Linked DNA regions of Danio rerio: region 2 is linked to region 1. The links are chromatin contacts, called in public Micro-C maps. All regions are on one chromosome and are shown on one strand. Each heading gives the region's core, a stretch centred on a gene start, on an enhancer-like site or on the middle of the called end of the contact. The rest is flanking DNA. Distances are from core to core; before and after follow the strand shown. Region 1 has its middle 7.6 kb from the start of dre-mir-221. Region 2 has its middle 26 kb from the start of ccdc80.

Region 1 (5,705 bases), core at 1,566-4,065:
ATGTCTTGAGGGAAATGGTTTGCTTTTGAGCAACAACCTCCAGAAGTATTAACACAATTTTAAAAAATGAAAAGGATTTATTTGCCTATATAATCATTGGCTCTTGTTTCAGAGCATTTGGAGAGAGGCAGTTTTTCGCACCAAGCGCTCTCCGTCCAGGAATCCAGGCCTGGTCTCCATGGCACTGCCAGCAAGCAGATGGAACCAAGCGAAATGCAGAAACTTTCGTCAGTTTCTAATCTGCCCTTGGCACTAAGGTCCACATAAGCTGTGCCGATATCAAGAGATTCTCTATGAGTCACCCAGGTACAAAGGGAAAACACAACGCTCCCGTGAGCACTCTTTTAATGTGTGTTTTTTATTATCCAGCACATTTGCACGCCAAAGAAAATCTCTAAAGTGCTTCTTAATGCCTCGTGTAAAGACACATCCAAGCGTGTGAACTAATAGCCCTATGTAAGCCACATGTCAAGTGCATGCTTGGGTTCTCTCGCTTTGCTTAAATGTAGCTTTTCTATATAGTAGCACATTAAAGTCCAATACAAGAACTGTTTTTGAGGTGGAGAAGATTTTAGTAATGCATTTGAACAGATTTACTCTTGTATGTGGTGTTGGGAAAGACTGAGATTATGGCAAACACTGCAGGTCAATAGGGTAAAAAACAACAACTAATAGTGATCACTGTACTTCCCTATAGTTTTTTTAAATTTATTTTTCAATTATCAGTGTTCTAAAATGTGACCACAAACTACTTTTGCTGCAATAACCAAAAATACATTGCACGGGTCAAAGCTTTTGATATTCACCAAAAAAATATTTTTAATAATTTATATTAAGCAAAGATCATGTTCTTTGAAAGATATTTTATACATTTTTAGCCACAAATATATCAAAATGACATGTTTGATTGGTGGTGTGCATTGCTGAGCACTTCATTTATTTTTTTTAGAAACCCTCAGATTACAGATTTTCAAATAGTTGAATCTCAGTTAAATCACAATTTATGCATGGCTTTGTGGTCCAGGGCCACACATTTTATTTTATATATGCAAATGAGACATTATTTAATGAAATATGTGTTAATTTATTTACATAGAAGTCTAGCACAACAGTTGGAGCATTGGATGACGTCAGGTTAAAAACTGTTTCAAAGGCATTTTTGTACAGTTTTGTGGAGTAACTGCTTACAAGTAATGACGCTTGCAGAATGAATTGATTATTTTAGGGTGTTTCCCAGTGATGGGTTGCAGCTGGAAGGGCATCTGCTGTGTAAAACATATGCTGGTTAAGTAGGTGGTTCATTCCTCTGTGGCAACCCCCTGATTAATAAAGGCTCTAAGCCAAAAAGAAAATGAATGAATGAATTGATCATTTTAGATTGATTGGGAAAATTCTATAGGAGTGCAGCTGCATCAAATATACTAAGCAAATTACAAGCATAGATAAATGCAATAAAGAAAAGGTTACAATTGAAACATGCAAATTATAAATCATACTCAACATTGCAAATCTTGTGAGGTGACTATTGCGAATGATCACATTGCGATATTGATGCTGAAAGGATATATTGTGCGGCCCTGTTCCTTAATCTGTTAAATTTAGAAAGCCTTTAGGCATCTATTTAAAACCATGTTTGTTGCAAAATTAATAGACTTACCAGTCAAAAGTCAGTTTTATTTATTTATTTATTTATGTTTTTTTTAAAGAAAATTATTATTTTCATTGAGGCATTTTTTTATTAAAAATTTATTGTTAAATATTTATAAAAAAATTAAATAACTTTCTTATTTTATAAAGTTTCAAAGGAAATTATTACTCCAGTCATTATTGCTTTTATTACTATTACCATTATTAATAATAATTATGAAATAAATGAAAAATAAAATAAATATGAAATAAAAATAAAAAATGGAAAGAATTTAGTTGAAATTTTGTGGGTTGTCATTTTATTTTTAATTTTCAATTATTTTTCAATTTCTAAATACGTTTGGTAACATATTATTTTAATTAATATATCTGTTTTCTTTAAATGCACCAAAATACATTGCCTATATTCACTGAGAAATTAATAAAAATATGTATTTTCAAAATATGGTGCACACAAATATGCTGAGCACTGTATACTACAAATAGCCTCATTTTTTTTGTAAAATTGAATGGAAATAATGAGGCATATAATATAGACTTATCCCTCAATAAAAACCTTTAGAATATTAATGATGCAGGTTAGCCTTATATAAGTCACAAACTATACAGATATAAATAAAACGGTATAAATAAATAATAAAAAAGTGCTGCCAAAGTGAATATATATGGCTCAGAGCAGGAGAAAATCTAATTTTAGGAAAATGACCATTAAAAGTATAAACTGTTGTTAAAATCCACAAACATTAATTGGAAAATGCTATAAAAGAAACGTTTTTATCTATGTTTTCTTTACATACATACACATACAGTAGCCTGACACATACAGTATGTTTGTGTGTGTGTGTGTGTGTGTGTGTGTGTGTGTGTGTGCGTGTGTGTGTGTGTGCGTGTGCGTGCGCGTGCGTGTGTGTGTGTGATTTGCAGTGAGAGATAGTTGTTGGCGGTGCGGATCTCCTGATGGAGTGACGTCAGTGTCGAGGGTCGACCTTCACCCTCCGCTGGAGAAGAGCCGTGTAAACGCGTCCCGATGGCCAGATAAACGGGCTTAATCTGCCGCTATCAGTTCTCGCCGTTACCCAAGGGAAGCCCATCAATTATCATTCCACAGCAGGCCAGCCGTGGCCCCGCGGGACCCCCGCTGATGTCATCACACCGCACCACATATCAAAGCAGCCATTTACTTCCATTACACGCTATTCAGACGTTTACATTACTGGAATACTTGAGCCTGGACACTTTCCCCTCTGGAAATGTTAGTGCGAATCAACTGCTCTCGGCGAATCACTGGAGCGCTGCGACGTCAGAGATTCAGCTCACAAACAACAGAAGTGTTCTCGTCTGTGTGAAAAACAAGCGCGCGGCGGCCATTTGTGATTTAATAACTGCTAATTTGCAGATATGAGGCTTCCTGTAGCGCAACAGGTGTTTGATTATGAGGGGAAAAAAGAAAGACGATTACACCTTTATTTTTTTATGTGACATTATTACAGCGTAGTTACAAAAAAGGTCATACTGAATAATAATTACTCACACGTGCTCGCTAGGATGTAATTTACGTTTAGATATTTATAATTAGCATATTAAAACCTCAGATATTTTTATATGAAACTTAAGTTTAAAATAGTTTTTTGGGGTTACAAAGTGGCTCAGTAGTTAGCACTGTCGCTTTACAGCAAGAAGGTTGCTGGTTTGAGTCCTAGCTGGGTCAGTTGACATTTCTGTGTGGAGTTTGCATGCTGTGTTCGCGTGGGTTTCCCCCACAGTCCAAAAGCATGTGCTTTAGGTGAACTGAATAAACTAAATTGGCCGTAGTATTTGTGGGTGAATGTGAGAGTGTTTAGGTGTTTCCCAATACTGGGTTGCAGCTGGAAGGCCACCCGCTGTGTAAAACAAATGCTGGAATAGTTGGTGGTTCATTTCGCTGTAGCGACCCCTGATAAATAAAGGGACTAAGCCGAAACGAAAATGTTGATAATATGAAAATAAGCCTTAGTGTATGAGTATGTGTGTGTATGAATGTGGGAGTGTATGGGTGTTTTCCAGTGTTGGATTGCGGCTAGAAGGGCATCCACTACATGAAATATATGCTGGATAAGTTGGCGGTTCATTCAGCTGTGGTGGCCCCTGAATAATAAAGGGACTAAGCAGAAAGAAAAATGAATGAATGAAAATTAGCCGAAGGGAAATGAATTATGTTTTTTGGCTTTTACTTTTACACAACATGACATTTTGAAAAGTTTTTGAAAGCAATATCAACGTCTGCGTCAATACAAAAACACAACTTTAGCCATCTTAGCAGATCCATGTGGGACTGTTTAAAAAAGCCCAGAAATAGTTAAATCTCTAAAATGAAAACAGAAAACAGCTTAAAACTCAGTTCAAGCATTTATAAAACTAGAATTGTTACTTAGTAATGCTAAAAGAACAAAGGATGTGATCCAGCATACGTTTTTTTTATTGCTAAAAATAATGTGTGCATGTAATATTTGTGTAAATACGTCATTTTAAATTAAGGTGTTACCAAACAAACTGATAAAATGTAAAATTTTATGAAAGGTATTGGGGAGTAACTGGTTACAAGAGATAGCATTACATCATTTAGTTACATATATTAAATCTTACTGTAATTGGAAGCCTATTACATTTAAAAGCAGCCTATGGGCACCAATAGTTACATTCATTCATTCATTTTCCTTAGGCTTAATCCCTTTATTCTTCATGGGTCACTCCAGCGGAATGAACCACCAACTTAACCAGCATATTACACTTTGACACAGCGAATGCTCTTCCAACTGCAGCCCAGCACTGGGAACCAACCAATCATTACAAATTAAATTAATATTTTTAAATAAAAGAAAATGTTATTTGCAAATTAAAAATAGTTGTTATTTATTTTGTACATAATTATACTATTAATGAATATAGTACTATATTTTGTTATTTATGTAGTAGATTTAGTTTCAAGTTTTAATCAATCATTTTAAATGAAATTGTATTTATTTGTCATTATTTTAATGTCCATTTATTTATTGTCTTTTATTTTGGATAAAATGTTTTTATAATTGTTTATAAATGGTATATATATATTAATAATAAGAAAATCATTAAACTCTTTCATTCATTAATTTTTTTTCGGCTTGGCCCCTTTATTAATCAGGGCCACCAACCAGCATATGTTTTAACCCACACACACACACACACACACACACACACACACACACACACACACACACACACACACACACACACACACACACACACACACACACACACACACACACACAGAGAGAGAGAGAGAGAGAACATGCAAACTCCACACAGAAATGCCTGATGCCAGCTGGGGTTCGAACCAGCGACCTTCTTGTTAACCACTGCCCCACCATGAAATATTTTTAATCTTTTTAATTTTTAGTTCCTTAAATTATTAATGTAAGACTTTATTTTGATGGTCCACTTGAGTAATATTAGACTGTCTGCTTAATATCTACTGATTCTGCTCCTTCAACAGATATTTACCTGACTATAAGAAACTTTGCAAGTACATGTCAACTTACACTAACCTTAACCCCGATTTAACAATCTACTTATAATCTAATGAGAATTAGTAGCAATGTAATTTAAATTCAAAAACGGACCATCAAATAAAGTGTGACCATTAATATTATTTACAGAATTTGTGCTTTCCCCCCAAACTGTTAATGAAAACAAATCTGTTGATGTTTGTTCAAGCTGGAATTGCTTATAATAAAAGGCATAACACTCATACACGTGAGTGGGTTTGACAAACCACCTGTAGAAACACTTTTCTCTTATGCACCTGACACTTTATCTAAGCTCCATCTTACAGGAACTCAATAAGGAAAGCGATGTACACTATAAATGTACCACAATCATGTTGTACTGCTTGCTTCCACTTTAAATAGTGCACAATAATTTTGCACAACATGAAAACCTTAGATCCCCCTTTTGCACAATATTCATCTTTAATACCTCTCTTGCGCAATATCCTGCACTACATTGTTCAGTCTCATGTAAAAGAACTTGTATAGCCTGTCTTA
Region 2 (5,705 bases), core at 1,438-3,937, 150 kb after region 1:
GTGGAGCCACGTGATTATACCACATTACCTTAACAGCACTGGATGATGTTAAAAAGCTTTAAATATTTGCCATTTAACTTGATCAGATGCTGTTGATTAAACATGATTTAAATATTTCTATTTACTTGAATTAATGGTTTTTGTTCAAGTATATTTCATGTTAAATGAACAAACATTGAGCTGGTTTAAGATCATCTATTGCTGTTAAGATAATTTGGTGTAACAATTGGAACCCCTGTCCACGATTAAATCATGTTTAACCAAAGTGATATTTCTTTGAGTGTATATTACATTTTTAAACATATTGATTCATAAGCCAAACAATAAAACCAAAAATCTTAAGTATTTCCTTGTTGCACATTTATTTTTCATTTATTCATTTATTTTCCCTTAGTTTAGTCTCTATTTCAGAGGTCACTACAAGTGAAATATACCGCCAACTTATCCAGCATTTGTTTTACACAGCGGATACCCTTCCAGCTGCAACTCAGTGCTGAGAAACACCCATGCACACTCATACACTATGGGCAATTTAGTTTATTCAATTCACCTATAATGCATGTCTTTGAACTGTGGGGGAAACCAGAGCACCCGGAGAAAACCCACTCGAACACAGGGAGAACATGCAAACTACACATGGAAATGCAAACTGGCCAGGCCAGTGCTTAAACCAGTAACCTTCTTGCTGTGAGGCGACAGTGCTATACACTAAGCCACTGTGCTGCTGTTTTTCAAAGAATTCACATATATTCTGTAGCATTTCTAAGTTAATAAACATATTACTGGTTGTGTAAAATAGGCATATCATATGTAAGATCTTATATTGGTATTATTAAAATCACAATCAAATTGCTGCATATTTTGAGGTATCTGCAAACATCATATTGCAGACTACGGGAATCATGATGAAGTATCTTGCTTTACACCTTTGATATCTCTTTAAAGATGTGTTTGGTCTGCTTAGAAAATGCACTAAGGGGAGAAACACTTGAAAATCATCTGATTTCAAATTACACTGTAATAAAAGCCTCAACTTAAATTAGATATATCCAGAAAAGTTAAACATGAAAAAATGGAGCAATATTCAAATTCTGTCTGTTACAGATAAGCTAACTGAAACAGCATATAAGAAAACATTATTGTTTCGTTGCAATGGCTGATGAAAAACAAGAGGAATTGAATAGCTAGATGGGGCAGCACTGTCACCTCACAGCAAAAGGGTTGCTAGTTTGAGTCCCGGCTGGGTCAGTTGGCATTTTTGTGTGGAGTTTGCATGTTCTCCCCATGTTTGTGTGGGTTTCCTCTGGGTGCTCCGGTTTCCCCTACAGCCCAAAGACATGTGCTATTAATGAATTTAATCAACTAAATTGGCCGTAGTGTATGAGTGTGTATGAATGTTTCCCAGTACTGAGTTGTGGCTGAAAGGGCAAGTAAAACATATGCCAGAATAGTTGGTGGTTCATTCCACTGTGGCAACCTCTAAAATAAAAAATAAGCCGAAGGAAGATGAATGAATAAATAGCTAGACTAAAAATAAACATTGAATCAACCATTCTAAAATGCTACAGCTGAATTAAGGAATCACATTCGACAATACTTCTCAGATTGGCTGAAGATTACATTTATCAGCTTCTTAAGTTAGTGTTTAAGAGATTAATTAAGTGAAAGTTAAATGATGAAGAAGGTGATCTAATACTGAAAATATTAATCATATTTTTTTCCTTATGAAAGAACGGCACTGGTGGGCAGGTCTCTTTTCACAGGACGATCTGATCTCATCTATGTGATGCGTGCTAATATCTTCCAAGGTGGAACAGGCTGTACACCAGGAAGATCTTGGATAAATAGAGATATTTAACATCACAGCTTCACAGAAACATGTTCCAGACATGACCTATATTCCCGAGACTCTCTGAAACACAATCTCACTGATGTCTATTGTATTATAAATAAACAGAACATTCGCTCTGATATCTTTTGGACAAGCCGTCCTCGCCTCTGGTGTTCATATGCAGCGATAAAGAAGACTTGTATCAGCTTTTAGCTGCATCTGATGTTCTCCCATGTAAAAGAACAGGATCGAGAGTTGTCGTTTTCCAAGCAGAGCAAAATTCTGCAGTTTTCTCTCCGGTTATAGACTCTTTAAAAGGCCATAAGTGAACTCTGACATCTTGCGAGAGCTTTTAAAATGCCTCTGTAATCCCTTGTTTGAGCAGTCTGGAAACGTCTTGTCAATGCCTATCAGTGCACCGTAACTGATGATGGCATGGGTAATCGCTATATAAAACACGCGTGCGGACTGTAATACGAAGGTGTTACGAACACATTCCCTTTGTGAATGATCACAAAGATGGTGCCAGTTAGCCTGCATGAAATTTCCAATGTATGCAAAAGGCATTCCCTGTTAAAACAAACCGAGCTCTGCAGTCTACAGCCACACCAAGCTGGGAATGATCTGTTAAACATGGCTGATGGAAGACAGACCGATCCTTTCGAGCTCCCCCAGATCACCACTATGCCTGTTTTTAAGTGCCTTTACTTGACCCTCATGCTCATCTTTGAAGGAAACGCCAAGGAATGCATGGGTTTGGGGAGAAAAAACGAGATAACTGGGGATGTGATCCGACACGTCCTGTTTACACCACAATAACAGTGTGAGCGAACGCTGCGGAGAACAAGCTTCAGGCATGCCGGTTATGCACTGCGCCACACTGGAGGTGTGTGGGCAGCAGTGGAGGAAAAGTATGAAGACAATACAATGAAAATATGTTTATGTAAGTGAGGAGGGGTCATGAGTAACAGCATGCAAAGTATTTCAGCGCTGGAAGAAGGTGCAACCATATTGTTTGAGCTTCTGGCTTCGTCTTGAGCTTGTTTACGCTCCATCTACAAGTATGTGAGAACAATTAACTGTTTGCTGGGTAAATAAACAAATACTTCTAAGATAAAAGAGACTTTTGGCACAATCAGCGTAATGACTGAATCATAGGAAAGTTCAGTAGGCTATCTTAAAGAAGCTGAACATTGACCACACACATACTGACATGCCATCCATCCACTTTTTACTGCCCTCTTAACACACATCTAAGTGACTTTTCCAGCAGGGGCAAACCATTCAGTATGCAACATCGCCATCATCTGGTGGTTGATTTTACATTTTTTAAACTGTGCATTAACTAACTAAATCAACATGTACGTTACAAATGTTTTTCGTTCTCATCCATGCGGAAGATTACACCCCACCGCTCCGTCCAACTCTTCACCTAAAAAGCAAGATGCTGAGTCGGAGCGCTGTACGAGCAGGCAAGTTTGAACAGGGAGGAGACGACTTGCGGTTTTGGGAGACCATTAAAAAGATGATAGGTGGGGTGTTCAAAGCATAGAATTTACTTAATCATCACCGCAAACTCATGTGCTAGTTATGAAAACAGTCTCAGACATTTGGGCAATAATCACACAGGTGAGCGGCATCGCACAATGCTGATATTCAGACTGTCAACACGACTGCTAATTTGATTTTAAACTGATTTACTGTAAAATGTAGATTATAAATTAATTTTAAAAATGTAACTTAGTTTCATTTTTGTTAACCAAAATAGTTATAAAGGAAGTAAAAGATACTTACTACCTTATAATTATTTAGGGATCGTTCTTACAGTATTTTAATTGCGATGTCAGATTTAGTGATTTTTCTTTTACAGTAAAATGTTCCCGTAACTAAAATGTTTGGTTTTAATGAATATTCTAAAAAGGATGAAAAGTTATTTTTCTTATATTTTGACCAAATATCACTTTCATAAAAGCCAAAATTACAAGTTCCCTTAAACAAAACAAAAAAACATGGTTGTGTTGACTAAAATAAGGCTGTTTAGACAGTATTAAAGACTCTCTATAAGAGAATCTATGAACAGGAAAGCTATACAAATGTACTCATTTGATATTTAAATTTATATATATATATTATATTCTTTATCCTATTTTTTATTTATATTAAAATGAATTGTATTGTGTACTGCCCACTTCATTTTTTATTAACCACCTTTTTGTACATTTTAAGATAAAATTTTATGCATACTTGTATTTTATACAGAATTTATTATTGAATGAAAAATTCCCCTTTGACTCACAGGATTGGTTCAAACTGGAAGTGTGAGGAGAATGGACAGTTGTACTACATTTTGTATTGCACACATTTTTGTAAGTTTTAAGTTTTAATTTTTTATTTAGTTTATGCATAATTGTATTCTACACAGTATATTTAATGAAGTTAATAAATGAAAGGGCATGTGAAATGTATGCATATTTAAAATTGTCCCTCTAACTCACAAAACTAGAAGTGTGAAGTGGATTGACAGCAGTTACTTCACAAATGACCTCCAAAAGTTCACTCCAGGTTTCCCATTTCTTGCAGATTGCTGGATGGTGGTATCTGCTTAATCAAATCCTGCAGCATAGACACAGATACAGTATTTAAATAAACTGAATCAACATTGACTGACTCTTGGCTGAATAATGAACACTCTATCTGAGTTATATTAAATTAGTTTTTAAATTCATGGACTTAATTCACACTGTTATTGACCTGAATTTTACCAACACTAAATTCCTGACATGAGCTAAATAATGAACCAGTTGTGTTTTAGCACTGTTTTACAACCGAATCTGAATTGCATCCTCAGTTCATTTTCCACAACTGACATCTCAGTTGTTCAGTTCAGATTCTAATGATCTTCATGAAGCTGCTCTGAAACTTCAGGCAAGTTCACACAGTTCTACACAGCTCACATATTATTTTATCTGGAAACATGCAGCAGGTCATACGCTGTACTCTAGAAACCATTGCAAAAGAACCTGGTCGGTACAGCAAGCGTCAACTTCTACAAAACATTAATAAACAGTGACATCTCTTGGAGATACTGTACATTGCAATGACTTTTTAAGGTTTGTGCAGTTACAATATGACGGTTTGTATATTACATTAGCAAGGTTTAAATGTTAAATATGGAGCATGAGCGTGGATTATCGTGATCCTCCCCCTTAGAGCCAAATGTAGGGCCAAAATGTAAACAAATCATTGTTTTGAAACGTTCAATCAATTCTAATTCGGTTAAAACAGATACACAATATAAGACATGTCAAATAAAGTCTTTTATAACGTGATTAAGATCACCTACCCGTTGTCCGAAGAACATGGTCTGTTAAATTGTGTAACCGCTGAAGTTTCCAGCTAATTTCGACGTTTGTTTCTGACGTGTAGCCTATATATATTCAAGTCTAAAGCATTCAGAAATACAGCCTCTCGTGTTTTCTTCCTAACGCTTTATTAAAAACAATCGTTGATATCCATATTTCTTAACTGAAAATCCGATAACGTTAGGCCTCCATCTCTTTATGAAAGGCGATTTGAATTTGCTACACAAGAGGCCGCTCTTGAGTTTGTAAAACAAAGGTAGAAAATAATCAATATATGGCATTCATAAATTCCCCTAGCAGCCTTATACACATACATAATATATTTCTGGTTATAGTAATTTTTAGGCGACACGGTGGCTCCGTGCACTGCCGCCTTATAGCAAGAAGGTCACTGGTTCGAGTCCCGGCTGAGCCAGTTGGCATTTCTGTGTGATTGCATGTTCTCCCCTTGTTCGCGTGGGTTTCCAGTCCAATGCTGTACAGGTGAAGAGTATAAATTAAATTGGCCTTAG

Evidence for each region. Hi-C and Micro-C count contacts between places; a contact is called where the count stands out from the background.
Region 2: a Micro-C map of caudal fin shows a contact between it and region 1, with 7 times the contacts expected there. The contact joins two enhancer-like sites. A contact is called at or near these places in 1 of 18 Hi-C or Micro-C datasets (caudal fin) and 1 of 4 datasets of contacts at active chromatin or transcription factors (caudal fin).

What each region holds. Positions count from the first base shown.
Region 1 is chr9:35,601,511-35,607,215 of GRCz12tu, forward strand. No RefSeq gene overlaps it. Among named protein-coding and RNA genes, the nearest start is that of dre-mir-221, 7.6 kb to the right of the region's middle. Within about 2 kb of position 2,816, at least 28 of the 62 cell types and tissues checked have an H3K27ac peak or open chromatin away from gene starts, as enhancers often do. A contact at or near this core is called in caudal fin, where this site is marked.
Region 2 is chr9:35,751,319-35,757,023 of GRCz12tu, forward strand. No RefSeq gene overlaps it. Among named protein-coding and RNA genes, the nearest start is that of ccdc80, 26 kb to the right of the region's middle. Within about 2 kb of position 2,688, at least 9 of the 62 cell types and tissues checked have an H3K27ac peak or open chromatin away from gene starts, as enhancers often do. A contact at or near this core is called in caudal fin, where this site is marked.